Linked DNA regions of Mus musculus: region 2 is linked to region 1. A link is a contact called in public Hi-C data. All regions are on one chromosome and are shown on one strand. The core of a region is the stretch at or near the end of the contact, and the rest is flanking DNA. Distances in the headings are between cores, read along the strand shown. Region 1 holds the start of Tent4a (terminal nucleotidyltransferase 4A). Region 2 holds the start of Ndufs6 (NADH:ubiquinone oxidoreductase core subunit S6).

The links. Hi-C and Micro-C count contacts between places; a contact is called where the count stands out from the background.
Region 2: a Hi-C map of CD8 T cells shows a contact between it and region 1, with 7 times the contacts expected there. The contact joins the promoter of Ndufs6 here to the promoter of Tent4a in region 1. A contact is called at or near these places in 1 of 39 promoter capture datasets (pre-B cells) and 2 of 484 Hi-C or Micro-C datasets (CD4 T cells and CD8 T cells).

What each region holds. Positions count from the first base shown.
Region 1 is chr13:69,531,668-69,535,243 of GRCm38.p6, forward strand. It overlaps Tent4a (terminal nucleotidyltransferase 4A), which reads right to left and starts at 2,197. Exons shown (of 13, transcript NM_198600.2): 1 at 1,821-2,197. A930018O16Rik reads left to right here and starts at 2,648. Exons shown (of 1, transcript XM_011244606.3): 1 at 2,648-3,576. The coding sequence starts at 2,648. The coding sequence ends at 3,529.
Region 2 is chr13:73,326,663-73,330,015 of GRCm38.p6, forward strand. Ndufs6 (NADH:ubiquinone oxidoreductase core subunit S6) reads right to left here and starts at 1,820. Exons shown (of 4, transcript NM_010888.2): 1 at 1,677-1,820; 2 at 754-807. The coding sequence starts at 1,784. It also overlaps a transcript of Mrpl36 not described here.

The sequences.
Region 1 (3,576 bases), core at 947-3,446:
GAGTCACCATTCAACACATGCCACCTAGACAGAAAAGGAAGAGTCACCAGGCAGCATCCAACGCTAAACTCTAGCTGGGTTTTGAACCCTAAAGTGAGCAAGTGGGGCTCTGAGGCAGGGCTCAGGCAAGAAGAGTGGCAGAGCCCAAGCACCACCGAGTCAGGCCTTCATCTCTCTTGGGTGGGTGGGGGAAGTAATGGAGGCTCTCGTGAAAGTTGGGGGCTGGTAGAACCTCATCCCACTGACCCTGCTGACCAAGGACACAGGCTAGGCCACAGTGCACAGAAGACCCCAGTCTTGGACTGCCTGAGCATCCTCCTCCAGAGAGTGGTTACAATGTGCTTGACATAGGAAGAGAGACCCAGACTTGGGGGACAGCGGCTAATCAAGAACTACAGACTTGGGAGTAGGGTGACAGGAGCCAAGTATGAATACCCAGGTGGCAATGTTCATCTGTACCAGGAAGGGAGGGTATTTAAAGAAGGGACCATGCTTGTGGGATCAATAGAAATACATGCCACCCATGCCAACTGCACCCATGCTAGACTCTAAAAGCACACCTAGCCCACAGAGGCACACATACTAACAAAACGCCACAGAAGAACACACAGAGGCTGACCAGCTTTACAGACCACCAGAGAGACCACATCAAGGGACACAACTCTCACCGAGGGGCAGATCATGCTGCTGATGCCTAAGTACCCAAGTGGAACTCTGTCAGAGGCTAGGATCCGTCTCCCGGCAGACACCATGTCCATTACAGTTATGTAACAATCCAGAAACCTCCCGTAGGTCCACGGCCACACCTGTCTCACAAAGTTCTACAAGCAAGCACTGCGGGGGAACTGGCAGAAGAAACCAGGCTCCTCCTGGATTTGTAGTGCATGCTGGAGAATCCCGACCCAAAGATCCAAGGCAGGTGAAACAAGTTGCAGAGGGGACAACTGTTTCTATGTAACACCCCCAACCCCTTAAAGAGTATCCGTGTTCCCCACAGACCTCAAACCGCAAACAGCCCCCTAAGAAGTTACCTCAAAGGAGTCCCAGGGCCTAGCAACCACCCGGGTGGACTTGAACTGGGGATGTCGCTCCCTGGAGTGAGGGGGAGGGGGGGAGGTTAGACGCCCTTTAAGAGCGGCAGGAACTGAGGCAAATCAAGCTCACCAGTCTTGAGACTACACAACCACTATTTTGTTTCTAGATGTTCAGAAATTCAACCAATAGGTTGAATGAAGAGCTTCATACTAGAAAAGTCTCACCTGGGGCAATTCCAGACCAACACCCCCACCTTGCTGTCATTGGGGACATTAAACCGCTAAGGTCCTCTGAGCCTTATGGAAAAATTTTTAAATGAAAACACCTTCCTGTGAGTTCACAGGAAAAAAACCTGAGTACTATTAGGTGGTTTTCAGAAACCCCAGGTGACGGTCTTTCTGTGAACGTCTGCCCAAAATTAAAACGTACGAGGTAACCTCAACACACACAAGACTCCACTTCTAAACCTCACTTGATGGCTAAACTGCACCAATACCAAAAACCTACTGTCTCAAAAAAAGGGAACAAAAATTTTTTACATTCAACCTCACTACACTAAGATACAGGATTTAGCCTACAGGAAAGAACACGCGTAAACGCTTCCCACTCTGACAGCCAGCCCTTGCTTCCCTGCCCTGGAGCAGAGGAAAGAAAGGAACCACTTTCTAGTCTAGCCCTAGGCCTCCATCCCGAACTGTCAATCCCCCCTGCCTGGTGGATCTCGATCCAACGGAGTTTTTAAAGTGCCCGCGCCGCTGGCAGCCCCGCGGCTCGGGCGCACTCACCCCTGGATGCCCGGGCTGTACGCGCGGCTCTTCCACGGCGTGCCGGGCCGCGCCGCCTGGGCCCCGGGGCCGCCCCCTCCGCTCAGCGTGGCCGCGCGGCTGCCCGACAGCAGGTAGTTGAGGCCATACGTGCTGGCCTTGTTCTCGCGTTTCCGCCGACCCGGGTGGAACTGGTGCTGCGGCGGCGAGCCGGCGGGCGTGGAGCCGCGTGGGCCCGGGTGTGCGTGGGCAGCACCGTCGGCGAAGCTGAAGAAGGTGCGGCCGCTGCCGGCGCGGCCGAGCGAGGTGCTGCTGGAGGACGACGACGAGCAGCCGGGACTCTCGGTGCCCGACTCGGCGTTGGACGACGACGAGGACGACGACGACGACAGCGACGGGGACTTGTGCAAGCGTCTTGCGCTGTCCGCCGCGGGCCCTAGCGCGGTAAGCAGCGCCGGGGGCAGCGCGGCGGGGCCGGGCGCCGGCGGCGGGGACGAGGCGGCGGGCGCCGGCCCCGGGCCTCCTGCTGCTGGTGCTGCGCGCCCCGCCGCCCCGGGCGCGGCCGCCGTGTCCAGCGCCGGCGAGTTGAGGCAGAAGTAGGACGCGAAGCCGGAGCCGCCACGGCCCACGCCCTGCGAGGTCTCCCAGATCTGCATCCACAGGGCATTGGCCGGCCCCTTCTGCTCCGGCTGGATCCAGGCCACGCGCGGATCCATCCACGCGCCGCCCCCGCGGGGCCCGCGTCGCCCGCCGCGCCCCGCCCCCGCCGCGCCCCGCCCCGCCGCGCCCCGGGCCGGCCGCGCGGACGGACGGACGGACGGGCCTGGGCCGCGCTCCGGTGCGCGCGGATGGGCGCGGGCGGCGCTCGGTGGGGCGCGCGGCGCAGCTGCGGTCCCGGTGGCTCAGGCGGCGCGGGGAGGGCGAGGGGGCCGCGGCGGCGGCGGCGTAGCGTGCGGGCGGCAGGGAGAGGCCATCGAAGGGGCGGTGACCGGCCGAGGGGGCGGGCCCAGAGCGTCGGGCCGTCAGTCAGTCACGGCGCTCCTGCGGCGCGGCGGCGGAAAGACGCCCTCGGCGGCGGCCGGGAACGGAGAGGGATGGGGGCCGCCGCCTCAGCTCCAATGAGGGGCGGGGAGGCGGCGCGGGGGCGGCGGCGCGGGGGCGCGGCCTCCCTCGCGGGCCGCGGCGCAGTGCGCACGCGCGGGGATTTCAAATCCTCACTAGACAGCGCCGCCTTGGTTACCGCGCTTGCGCACTGCGCGCTCCGGGCGGCGGCGGAGAGACAGTGGCGCGGGCGCATGCAGACCAGACAGACAGGGCGGGGCCGGAGGGGCGGGTGCGGGTCGGCGCTGGGCTGTGTGGGCCGCGCTGCGCGTGCGCAGACACGCCAGCGTGCCGGGTGGAAGTTTCCGCGCCGGCTGGTGTGCTGCGGTCGCGGACCGCCTGGGAAAACGAAACCGCTGCGACTGCACCGGGTCGAGCCCCCGCCCTCCCGCCTTCTCCTCGCGTGCTCTGTACGGTGGAGTGACTGGGCAGAGCCGGCCACGCGTGGCCCGTCGCTCGCAACGCGCTCCACCAAACGCGCCTGCTCTGGCATGCGCCGCGTGCGGGCGCCACGGCCCGTGAAGCCGGAAGCAGCTCTGGTGTCCTGTGCGTTTGGTGTGCGGGTCCAGCCCAGCGGGTGCCCGCTCTGCCTCTGCCGTCCTTGGGCCTCTGCATCCGGGCTCCGCTAATTTTGAGCATAAGAGAACTGCTTCCCTCGTGGTCTGTACCACCGTGG
Region 2 (3,353 bases), core at 570-3,069, 3.8 Mb after region 1:
TGCCACCCCTGGACTGGATGGTGGTCCTAGGTGCCATAAGAGTAAGAGCCATAACATGGAGAGTAAGCCAGTAAGCAGCACTCCTCCATGGTCTCTGCATCAGTCCCTGCCTCAAGTTCCTGCCCTGACTTCCCTCAGGAATACGACCTGAGAGTTATAAAATGAAACCCTTTTGTCCCCAACCGCTTTGGGTCATGGTGTTTTATCTCAGCAATAAAAAAAAAAAAAAAAAAAAAAAAATGCTACGGCAAGTACCAGACTGAAAACAAGATCATGCTTATGAAAATCTCAACTACTGTTCCAAGATGCTCTGCAGTCTGAGAGGAAGAGAAAAAAAGTTAACACAATTTGTACTTAGGACTCTGCGTTTTCTAGGGTGGTTGTGATATGTGAGGATTTCTTTAGCTTCTTCCATGTTAAGCTGGCACACACTAAGTACCACTTCCAGGAGGAGCCTAGGACCAACAATGAGGATACAAAAGAGCTACCTCAAAGCTCAAATACCTTTAAGGAACACGAGCTACCTCAAAGATGGGCCCAAGTACAAACATGAAATCCACTTGTCTCTTTACACCTCATACAGAGCTTGAAGGTATTTTTATGCAATACCTCAGTTGTGCCTGTCTTTTCATTACAATCTACCACCCAAGTCAGGCGCAGGATTCACTGTGGTACATTAGTGCTCAATACACTTCCGGCATTTGAGTTGCTCAACCTGCTTAAGTTTTACGAATTCCTCTATCTTTCACTTACCTCTTTCTGACGATCTACAAAACGAACCCTCCTGTAGTCTTTTTCATCATACACCTGGAAAAAAAAGGCCATCTATTATTCTAAATAAAGTCACATAATATTGATTGAAAATACTATAGAACGATGTTCCCCTTGGCCTATACCCATTGATGAGGAGACAGACCCACTAAGAGGCAAAATGAACTTGTACTGAACGGTCTCAGGGGATGACAGGCTGGAGTGCAGACTGGAGACAAAGTTCCTGCCCTCACAAGTAGCCAACTCCAACAGGCGCGATTTCATTTCAGCAGACATAGTTTCTCATTTTTTGGTTCACTATTATATTGAACGAACGCTAGGGTTGCTTTATACACTATTGATAGGCTATTTCTCCACTGGTGAAATGAACCAATTCAAGCCAGATTAAATTATATTAAAGGTAGGTTTATTGGGAAGCCGCTCTCAGGTGAGTTCACTGGCCCCAAGGATTGAGGCCAGAGAAGTCACCATTGGGACAGGAGGAGGGGTCGGGGGAGAGAAAGGGAGTGTGTTCAAGGAGAGGAGAAAGAGACAGGGTGGGAGAAACCAAAATGCCTGGATTATATAGGGAGGATCCTGGGCTGCAACGCCAGGTAGGGACTGAGGAATGCTGGGAGAACCTGCATGCCGGGTCTCCTTTGATATGTAAAATATGCACCTCAGTCCTCTGTCCCGGGTCCAAAACACAACAATCATTTGTTAAAACATTGAACTTAATATAAAGATATGGCCTAAAGAATGAGGAGATCCAAGTCCCAACCGAAAGCCACCAGCTAGAAACCGGAGCAGCGGGTTGCACAAGGTGAGCCCAGTAGTGCCGCGCGCTAGCCTGGCAGAAGCACACCTTGCTGCGCTCCCTGCTACCGTCAGTCTTGGGTTCCAGGCATGGCGGGCGCGGCCGTTACCTGGCCGGTATGCGTGATCTTTTCCCCGCTCGGCGACACTTGAACCCCGAAACCCCGTGCAGCCCTGGGGAGAGTCAACAGCCGGCGGAAGGTCAGCACCGCCGCCATCTTGCCGGTGACCCTTGACCCCACGCGTCGTACCAAGTGCCGGCGCAGGCGCACAGCAGTCGGCGGGGAGTACTTGTGGAACTTTTTTCGTCCTATGCCTGAGCGGCTGGCGGGGCTGGTGGTGGAACTGGATAGGATGCGGAGCTGCGGCTTAACTGTGCGCAGTGTTCAAAGGTTACTAGTGTGACAAAGGCAGGGGGTGGGGGGACGGAAACTGAAGATGCGCTGTGTGTGCTTTTATGCCAATGGAGAAAATGCAGATTTTCCGTGGGTTGGTTTGTTTTTTGTTTTCTGTTTTGTTTTGAGTAAAGAAGTAAGTTGTTCAGCAGAAGAAACAGTTTGTGCAGTCAACTCTCCTGGTCCTGTATGTTGGTGTAGGAAAGTTAGATTTCTGAGCATTTTTGCAACGCTGCAGTAGTTCAGTTTCCAGTTAGACTGCAAGGAAGTTTACCCAGCATTGGAAAGCTGTCCGGAAAAGCTCTGCTATGTAGAAAAAAACCTGATGCAAATCGTAGTCTGTAACTCTGAAGGCTGTTTTGGCCTCTCCTGCCTCATTTGAATCTGAGTCCGAACCTCCCTTGGAACGACATATACTGTCAAACCCCAAAGTAGCCTGAACAACTTTGCTCAGAGGTAGACAGGTGGGACCCCAGACTCAGAGCAGGGCCGGGTCACTAATTCCGAGAAAGTGCCAGAAGCTAGCATGTGTTGTTTGGGATCTCTTGGCCAGGATTGGAGGTTAATGACCTGGTATCTACCTTTCTGTGCTCTGCTATAGCATAAGGACTAGGTGAGTCTGAAGACGAAAGGGGTAACCAGAGAGGGCCCTAAGACACAAGGACAAAGACCTCGCCAAGTTGAAAAATGCCCCAATAAATGTGGGCCTAAGATGCCCTGGCTAGCCTTAAGCTCTGTAAGCCAGGCTAACCTAGCACTCACTGTCTTCCTGCCTCAGCCTTTGGAGTGCTGGGATTTCAGGCTTATGTCTCCACACCCTGTCCTGCAGATTTGTCTCATTCTCCCTCTTTTTAAAGGATTTATTTTATATGTATGAGTGTATACATTTATATATGGCCATGTGTGTGGTTACCTGGTACCAAGAGAAGGGCACAGGATCTCCAGACAGGTCAAGTTACAGTCCATTTGAGTAGTTGTGTGGGTGCTGGGAACAGAATGATGGTCTTCTGCAAGAGTAGCAGGTGCTCTTAGCCATCAAGCTATCTCTCCAGCCCTAAGTCTCTATTTAAACCCTAACACCCCCTGTCTGTGTATGAGTTCACACACATGTGAGTTCATACACAGGTGCCACAGAGCACATGTGGAAGTTGGAGGAAGCCAGTCTCTTTTTCCATGTGAGTTCTGGGGACTGAACTGAGGTCTACAGACTTGCATGGAAAGCACTTGTGACTCCCAGGCCATCTCTCTGACCCACATTATTTTTTTTAATTGCTAGAACTCTGGAGTCCTTTTTTCCTTTTCTTTCTTTCTTTCTTTTTTTTTTTTTTTTTTAGGCATTTTTATTAGATATTTTCTTCATTTACATTTCAAATGCTATCCCCCAAAGTCCCC